2 separate regions of the Mus musculus genome follow, and region 2 is linked to region 1. A link is a contact called in public Micro-C data. All regions are on one chromosome and are shown on one strand. Each heading gives the region's core, a stretch centred on a gene start, on an enhancer-like site or on the middle of the called end of the contact. The rest is flanking DNA. Distances are from core to core; before and after follow the strand shown.

What was found. A called contact is a pair of places that touch in the nucleus more often than the background predicts.
Region 2: a Micro-C map of embryonic stem cells shows a contact between it and region 1, with 4 times the contacts expected there. The contact joins the enhancer-like site here to the promoter of Rps19bp1 in region 1. A contact is called at or near these places in 6 of 39 promoter capture datasets (HPC-7-derived erythroid cells, embryonic stem cells, liver and 3 more), 5 of 15 datasets of contacts at CTCF or cohesin (CD8 T cells, the G1E-ER4 cell line, the NIH/3T3 cell line and 2 more), 117 of 484 Hi-C or Micro-C datasets (the 63-12 cell line, the AML12 cell line, B cells and 57 more), 30 of 115 datasets of contacts at active chromatin or transcription factors (the 230-238 cell line, CD8 T cells, the HPC-7 cell line and 16 more) and 5 of 9 other capture datasets (adipose tissue, embryonic tail, liver and 2 more).

What each region holds. Positions count from the first base shown.
Region 1 is chr15:80,262,738-80,266,090 of GRCm38.p6, reverse strand. Rps19bp1 (ribosomal protein S19 binding protein 1) reads left to right here and starts at 1,785. Exons shown (of 4, transcript NM_175109.3): 1 at 1,785-1,864; 2 at 1,974-2,108. The coding sequence starts at 1,813.
Region 2 is chr15:80,217,806-80,221,158 of GRCm38.p6, reverse strand. No RefSeq gene overlaps it. Among named protein-coding and RNA genes, the nearest start is that of Gm46521, 6.1 kb to the left of the region's middle. Within about 2 kb of position 1,723, at least 161 of the 459 cell types and tissues checked have an H3K27ac peak or open chromatin away from gene starts, as enhancers often do. A contact at or near this core is called in the 230-238 cell line, the 63-12 cell line, the AML12 cell line and 37 more, where this site is marked.

The DNA of each region.
Region 1 (3,353 bases), core at 536-3,035:
ATACCAGGTGCTGGTTACGAGTCTCCACAAGTGAAATAAACCAGGCAGGGTTTCTCCTCATTGCCAAAAAATAATAATTTCTTCTGGGTTAGGAGGTTAGAAAGCTTGTTTGGCACTCAAGAGTCTGCATTTGATCATCAGCACTGCAAAAACACACGAAAGTGACGAAAAAGAAACCTCTAGACTAGAGGTTCTCAACCTTTTTGGTGTCATACGCTCTTTTCACTCTTAAAAACTCAGGGCTGAAGAGAAGGCTCAAAATAACCAAGAGCACTAGATGCTCTTCCAGCAGACTTGGGGTCGTCTCACATCAGCCTGTAATTATGCTTACTTCTGGCCTCCACAGGCATGGGGTATACCTATGGTGCACAGACATACATGCAGGCAAAAATCCATATGTGTGTGTGTGTGTGTGTGTGTGTAATATATATAAATATATGTATACTTAAATTAAAAACAAAAACGAAGCCAGGTGGTGGTGGCACACGCTTTTAATCCCAGCACTTGGGAGGCAGAGGCAGGCTGATTTCTGAGTTCAAAGCCAGCCTGGTCTACAGAGTGAGTTCCAGGACAGTCAGGGCTGCACAGAGAAACCCTGTCTTGAGAGGGGGGGGGGGGAACTCATGTAACCAGAGAACATTTATGTGTAATATTTATCGATAGAATATTTACATCTATGTGTAATATTGATTGTAATATTTATTGATCTATCAGACTAAAAACTGACCTTTTTTTTTTCAATACTAGGGATTAAATCCAAGCATTCTACCGCCAAGCTATTAATACATCCTAGCTCTTCTTATTAATCTGTAACCCAGACTGGTCTAGAATTTGGAGTGTAGCTATGTGATATAAACTGACCTGAAACTTGCCACTCTCCTGCCTCGGCTTCCCAGGTGCTGGTATTCTAAGTGTTCTGGTATCACTGTGCCCAGCAGTATTTACTGTTTCGCCTGACAACCAACTCATTGCTTAATAACATAAACAGTATTTTGCAGCAAATAGCTGTATTTTTCAAAACAAAGCACTTTATTTTGCATGTTTGCAAATCTATTTCTTTGTTGGGGTTTTTTTTTTTTTTTGGTCTTTTGTTTGGTTTTTTCCTTTTGTTAGTTTTGGTTTGGTTTGTTTGTTTGTTTGTTTGTTTGTTTGTTTGAGACAGAGTCTTGCTATGTAGCCCAAGTTAGCCTGGAACTCAGAGCAACAATCTCTGTTCAATCTCCCAAGTATTGGGACTACAAAGTACGACACCTAACCTCCTTGGCTTTACTGATTCTCACACAGATTCTCACAGTGCACGGGACCGGTGTAATGCTTTGAAGGTCATGAAAACTGTCTAAGCCCGGCAAAGTGGCTTAGGTCTGTAAATCCGGCCCTTGGGCGGCAGAGAGAGAAGGATCAGGAGTTCAAAGTCATCCTCAGCTACAATCGAGTTCAAGGACAGCCTAGGCTAGATGTATCCTTGTCTAAAAAGAAAGTAGAAAGAATCACTTCTTTTGCAGGAACTCAGTCTATTCCACACTTGGCCCCTGGACAGAATTGACCAGTAAGGCTAGAAGTCGAGTCTGCCCGCCCACACAGCCTGGATCACCAGAGACCTGTTGCTTAGAAATTGAACAACTGTGGCTTCTGCGCTTTGGACACGCCCCTAGCTCCCCGCTCCTCCGGGGCTATAGGAAAGCCATTGAGCCTGCGTTCTAAGGCAGCACTTCCGCTCGCTGCGGAACCCTGAGCTCCTGCTCCAGTTTCTGCCGAGGAGCGAACACCGCCAGGGCGGAAGTAGCTCGCCGCGTGTGGGCGGGGCTCGGAAACATGTCGGCGGCGTTAGTGCGGCGCGGTTTGGAGCTTCTGGCGGCGTCCGAGGGTGAGGAGAGCAGGTCCTGCGACAGTCGCGCTGTGTAGGAGAGCCAGCCGGGCGGGTGGGGAGGGAGAGCGCGCCCTTCAACTCGGTCCTTCGCTGCCTTTCCCCGTAGCTCCCCGTGCGGTCCCGGGCCAGGTCCAGGCTAGCGGGACTCCGGCGAAGCGGACCCGGAGGGCGCGGGCCAAGGCCTCCCAGGCTCTGAAACTGCGGAACTCAGCGAAGGGAAAGGCGCCTAAGTCCGCTCTAGGTGAGTTGAGAAAGACTGTGAGCGCTTCTTAGAATTGGGGGCAGCGCCTTCGAGTCGGGAGTTCCAAACGTTCCCCGAGACTCCACAAGGAAAAGGCAAAATGAATGTTCAAATCGTGGGGGACAGGTTTCGAACCCAAGCAATCTAATTCCCAGGTCTGCCGCTGTCTGCTATGTGGCAGTTAACAGGATGAGAGAAAGAGGGAAAAGCCTGGGAGTGGTGACACACATCTGTCATCCCTGCACTTGAGAGGTGGAGGCAGGAGAATCAGAAGTTCTGTGTCTTTCCGTGGTGAGTTCAGGGCAAGACCTAATCGTGAAGGCAGATGAAACGCAAGACCCAGGCGCTTGTGAGCTCTAGCCGTGGTGGGGAGAGAAACATCAGAGAGTCTCTCTTAATTATTTATTTATTTATTTATTTGGCTTTTTGATACAGAGTTTCTCAGTATAGCCCTGGCTGTCCTGGAACTTACTCTGTAGACCAGGCTGGCCTCGAACTCAGAAATCTACCTGCCTCTGCCTCCCAAGTGCTAGGATTAAAGGCGTGCGCCACACGCTTACTCTGTAGACCAGCCATCAGAGAGTCTCAAAACTAACAAGCAGGGTTTTGCCAAGTGAGTGAGGCTTGTGAGGTGAAAGGCTCTGCAGTGCTCCGAGGAAGAATCAAACTAACAAGCCAAGGTGGAAGCAACGTTAAGGCATCTGAGAAGGTTTTAGCCAGAAAGGCTTGAGAATTTGGAAGAAGGCTAACGGGTAAGATGAGCAAGAGGCAAGATGGAGGACCCATCAGGGATAGAGGGCTGGCTCACTGGTTAAGAGCACTTGCTGCTTGCTCTTCCAGAGGACCTGGAGCCCCCCAGAAGCCCACAAAGCTGCTCACAGCCCACTGTAACTCCAGGTCTGGGGATTAGATACCCTCTTCTGATTCCACAGACGCTCACTTGGGGTGCACATACATACACTAAGGCACGCAACACACACACATTTATGAAATGAAGCACTCAGTCAACAGTTTACCCTTCTAAACTAACTAACTCGTTTGACCCTCACGGCAGCCCTGTGAGATGAGCAGATCTCTCCCCCACTTTACAGTTACAGAAACAGGCACCTGCCCAGGTGATAGAGGTGGAAGCCGGGCAAATTGTCCCCGTGCTGTTGCTCTTAATGTGCTCTGCTCAGGTGACAGTGCCTCCTTCCATCCCAGTAGGGACAGCAGAAGTGAGTTGATATCATTTACCAGTGAAGT
Region 2 (3,353 bases), core at 474-2,973, 45 kb after region 1:
ATGGCACTCGGGAACTTACCATGGAATGGCCTCCTTAGATGACTTGAAATGCCCTGGGTGGTGCCCAGGAGAAAATTCAACAGAAAAACTTGTTTCAAAAGAACAGAAAGCCCCAGGGGTACCGGTGATAAGGGGTGTCACCTGGGCAGACTGGCAGGGTTTTTTTGTTTTTTGTTTTTTTCATATGTATGCATATGGTGTGTGTGCATATGCAGATTAGAGGTTAGCTGGGGAGTGGTGGCACAAGCCTTTAATCCCAGCAGAGGATAGGTGGATTTCTGAGTTCAAGGCCAGCCTGGTCTACAAAGTGAGTTTCAGGACAGCCAGGGCTACACAAAGAAACCCTGTCTCAAAAAAAAAAAAAAAAAAAAAGAGAGAGACAGAGAGAGAGATTAAAGGTTGATGCAGGGTCTTTCAAACCATATTTCTTGAGGCAGGTTTCCCACCGGACCCCAGAGCTTTCTGATTTACCTAGTCTAGCTCACTTGCTTCGGGGAATTCCTGTCTCCACTTCCTGAGGCTTACAGGTTGACCACCACACCTGCCTGGCATTTACATGAATACTGGGGATTTGAACTCTGGTCTTCGTGCTTGTACAACAAGTACTTTCTCTACTGGGTCCTCTCCCCACCCCCACCAGTGAGCTTTGAGCCCTGCCCCACTTCTTCTGCTTTCCCCAGTTAAAAGAGGGAACTCTGCATAACTTATGTAAATTTGATTTAAATGTGATTTTTGGCTACTGGGCTGGAGTGGTGCACATCTTTAGTGATCTCAGGACTCAGGAGGCAAAGGCAGGTAGATCTGTAAGTTTGAGGCCAGCCTGGTCTAAAGAGAAACCTGTCTCAATAGACAGACAAAAAGTTTCAAAAATTAAATAATGTGTGCCAAGCATGGTGGTGTAGATGTGAGTGTGTGTGAATGTGTGTGTGTGTGTGTGTGTGTGTGTGTGTGTGTGAGTGTGGGGGTGGGGATAGGGAGGTGTACTGTTGGTATTGGTGTTGTCTTAGTATTTACCCCTGGTTGTCTCGGAACTCAATGTGTAGGCTAAACTGGCCTTGAATTCACAGAGATCTGACTGCTTTTCTCTCTGCCTCCTGAGTGCTGGGATTAAAGGTGTGTAATACCGTATCTGAGTGTTTCTTTTTTCTTTGTAGGTTTTTTGTTTGGTTATTTTTGGGGTTTTGTTTTGTTTTTGTTTTAGACTGGGTCACATGCAGTCCAAGCTGGCCTCATACTCCTGGGTTGTTGAGTCATATCTGTCCCAGGCACATAAAAGCCATTCCAAAACATTCCAAAAGAGTAGCTACTGTTTGTGTGTGTGTGTACCTCAGGATACCTCCCCATATCCAGCTGATGGCACTGGATAAATGAGTGGTCAAGACCAGGATGGAGAGGACAGGGAAGTAATCTCAGATGGAAGCTGAGTTCCACACTGGCCCTGCCGAGTCTCAGGAGACCTCGATGCCTTGGGACCCTTGCAACAGGCAGCTGACCAGGGAGCTGGGCGCTGAGTAGGGAGGGCTCCCTGGAGAGGTGCAACCAGCCCTACTTTGTTGGGGATTGAGATCCACAGGCAGAGCAGACAGATTTCTAGGAAGATAAGAAGGTCAGCAGGACAATGAAGAAGCGGGAAGAGGCAAAGAAAAACAGATGAGTCACAGGGGCGAAGGGAAGAAGCCCAGGGAGGAAATGCATGACCCGTGTGTCACGTATACCACATCGAAGGAGGGGGAGGGGCACAGGGGATTTTTAAACCTCCACCAAGCTCAGACTCTGCTGCCAGGCGCATGCGCGCGCGCACACACAACTGCCCACCGCAGCTGGAGACCTGTAATACACACACCCCATCTGACAGATGAGCATCCAGGAGCCGGACGTGAGCAAGGGAGGGCTGCTAGGTGCTGAGGAGACCGGACATAGACAGCTGAGGTGCCAAGGGTGACATCTTGTCCTCATTTCTTTCAGAAAACTATCTGTTCTCTTCCTTGACTAGTAAAGGCTCAACTCTGACTTTCCTAAGCGTCTAAACTGATCTGAGATTCCACCCAAGTCATCCAGATCTGCTCAGGATGGTCAACAGACCTAACGGAAGCCAACAAGATCCAAGCCCAAGAGTTTATTTTGTTTGGGGGTTTTGGTTTTTCAAGACAAGGTTTCTCCGTGTAGTCCTAGCTGTCCTGAAACTCTGACAAGCAGGCTGGCCTCAAACTCAGAAATCCACCTGCCTCTGCCTCTCAGGTGCTGGGATTAAAGGTGTGCATCACCATGCCTGGCTCAGAAAATTTTTAAAGATTTTCATTTGTATTGATTTTTCAAAACAGGGTTTCTCCTGTAGTACTTGCTATCCTGGAACTCTCTGTAGACCAGGTTGGCTTCAAACTCAGGTCCCAAGAGATGCTCCTGCCTCTGACTCCTGAGAGCTGGGATTAAAGGCACACATCACCATCACCTAGCCAAGATTTGTCTTTCTTAATCTTATGAGTATTTTGTCTGTGTCTAAGTAAGGACACTGCAAACTTGTACTGGTGCCCACAGAGACCAGAAGAGAGCTCTAGGTCCCCTGAAACTGGAGTTACACATGGCTGTGGTAACTTGTGGGTGCTGGATATCAAACTCATGTCCCCTTAGAAAGCAACCCTTGTTAAGCTCTGAGCAGTCTCTCCAGGCCCACTAGCTTTACTTTGAGAAAGATCTAGTAAGTAACAAAATCTTGGCTAACCTGGAACTCTGTATGTAGACCAGGATGGCCTCAAACTTATAACAGTGTTCCTACCTCTATCTCTCAAATGCTGAGATTATGGAAGCACACCACCGTGCCCAGCTCAAGCACAAGACTGTGTGCCTGCACAGATGTGCACACAAGCAGATGTGCACTGGTTCACATGTGCATGTAGAGGCTAAGGTCCATGTCCAGTGTCATCTTTAGTCACTTCTCTACCTTGTTTTTAATTTTTTTTATGTATATGAGTACACTGTCGCTGTCTTCAGACACACCAGAAAAGGCATCAGATCCCATTACAGACGGTTGTTAGCCACGTGGTTGCTGGGAATTGAACTCAGGACCTCTGGAAGAGCAGTCAGTGCTCTTAACTACTGAGCCATCTCTCCAGCCCTCCACCTTATTTATTTATTCATATTTGAGACAGGGTGTCTCACTGAAGCTGGAGTTCACCCATTAGCTCGACTGCCTGGCCAGCAAACTCCAGGAACCCGTCTGCCTTCCCAGTCCTAGGGATGCTAGATATGTGCCACTGAGCCTAGCTTGTTTGTTTCTGTGGCCCTGATCCCTGGACTCCAGGTACTTTACCAACCAAGCCATCTTCCAAGTCTCCAGGCGCAGGGCTGTTAGGGAA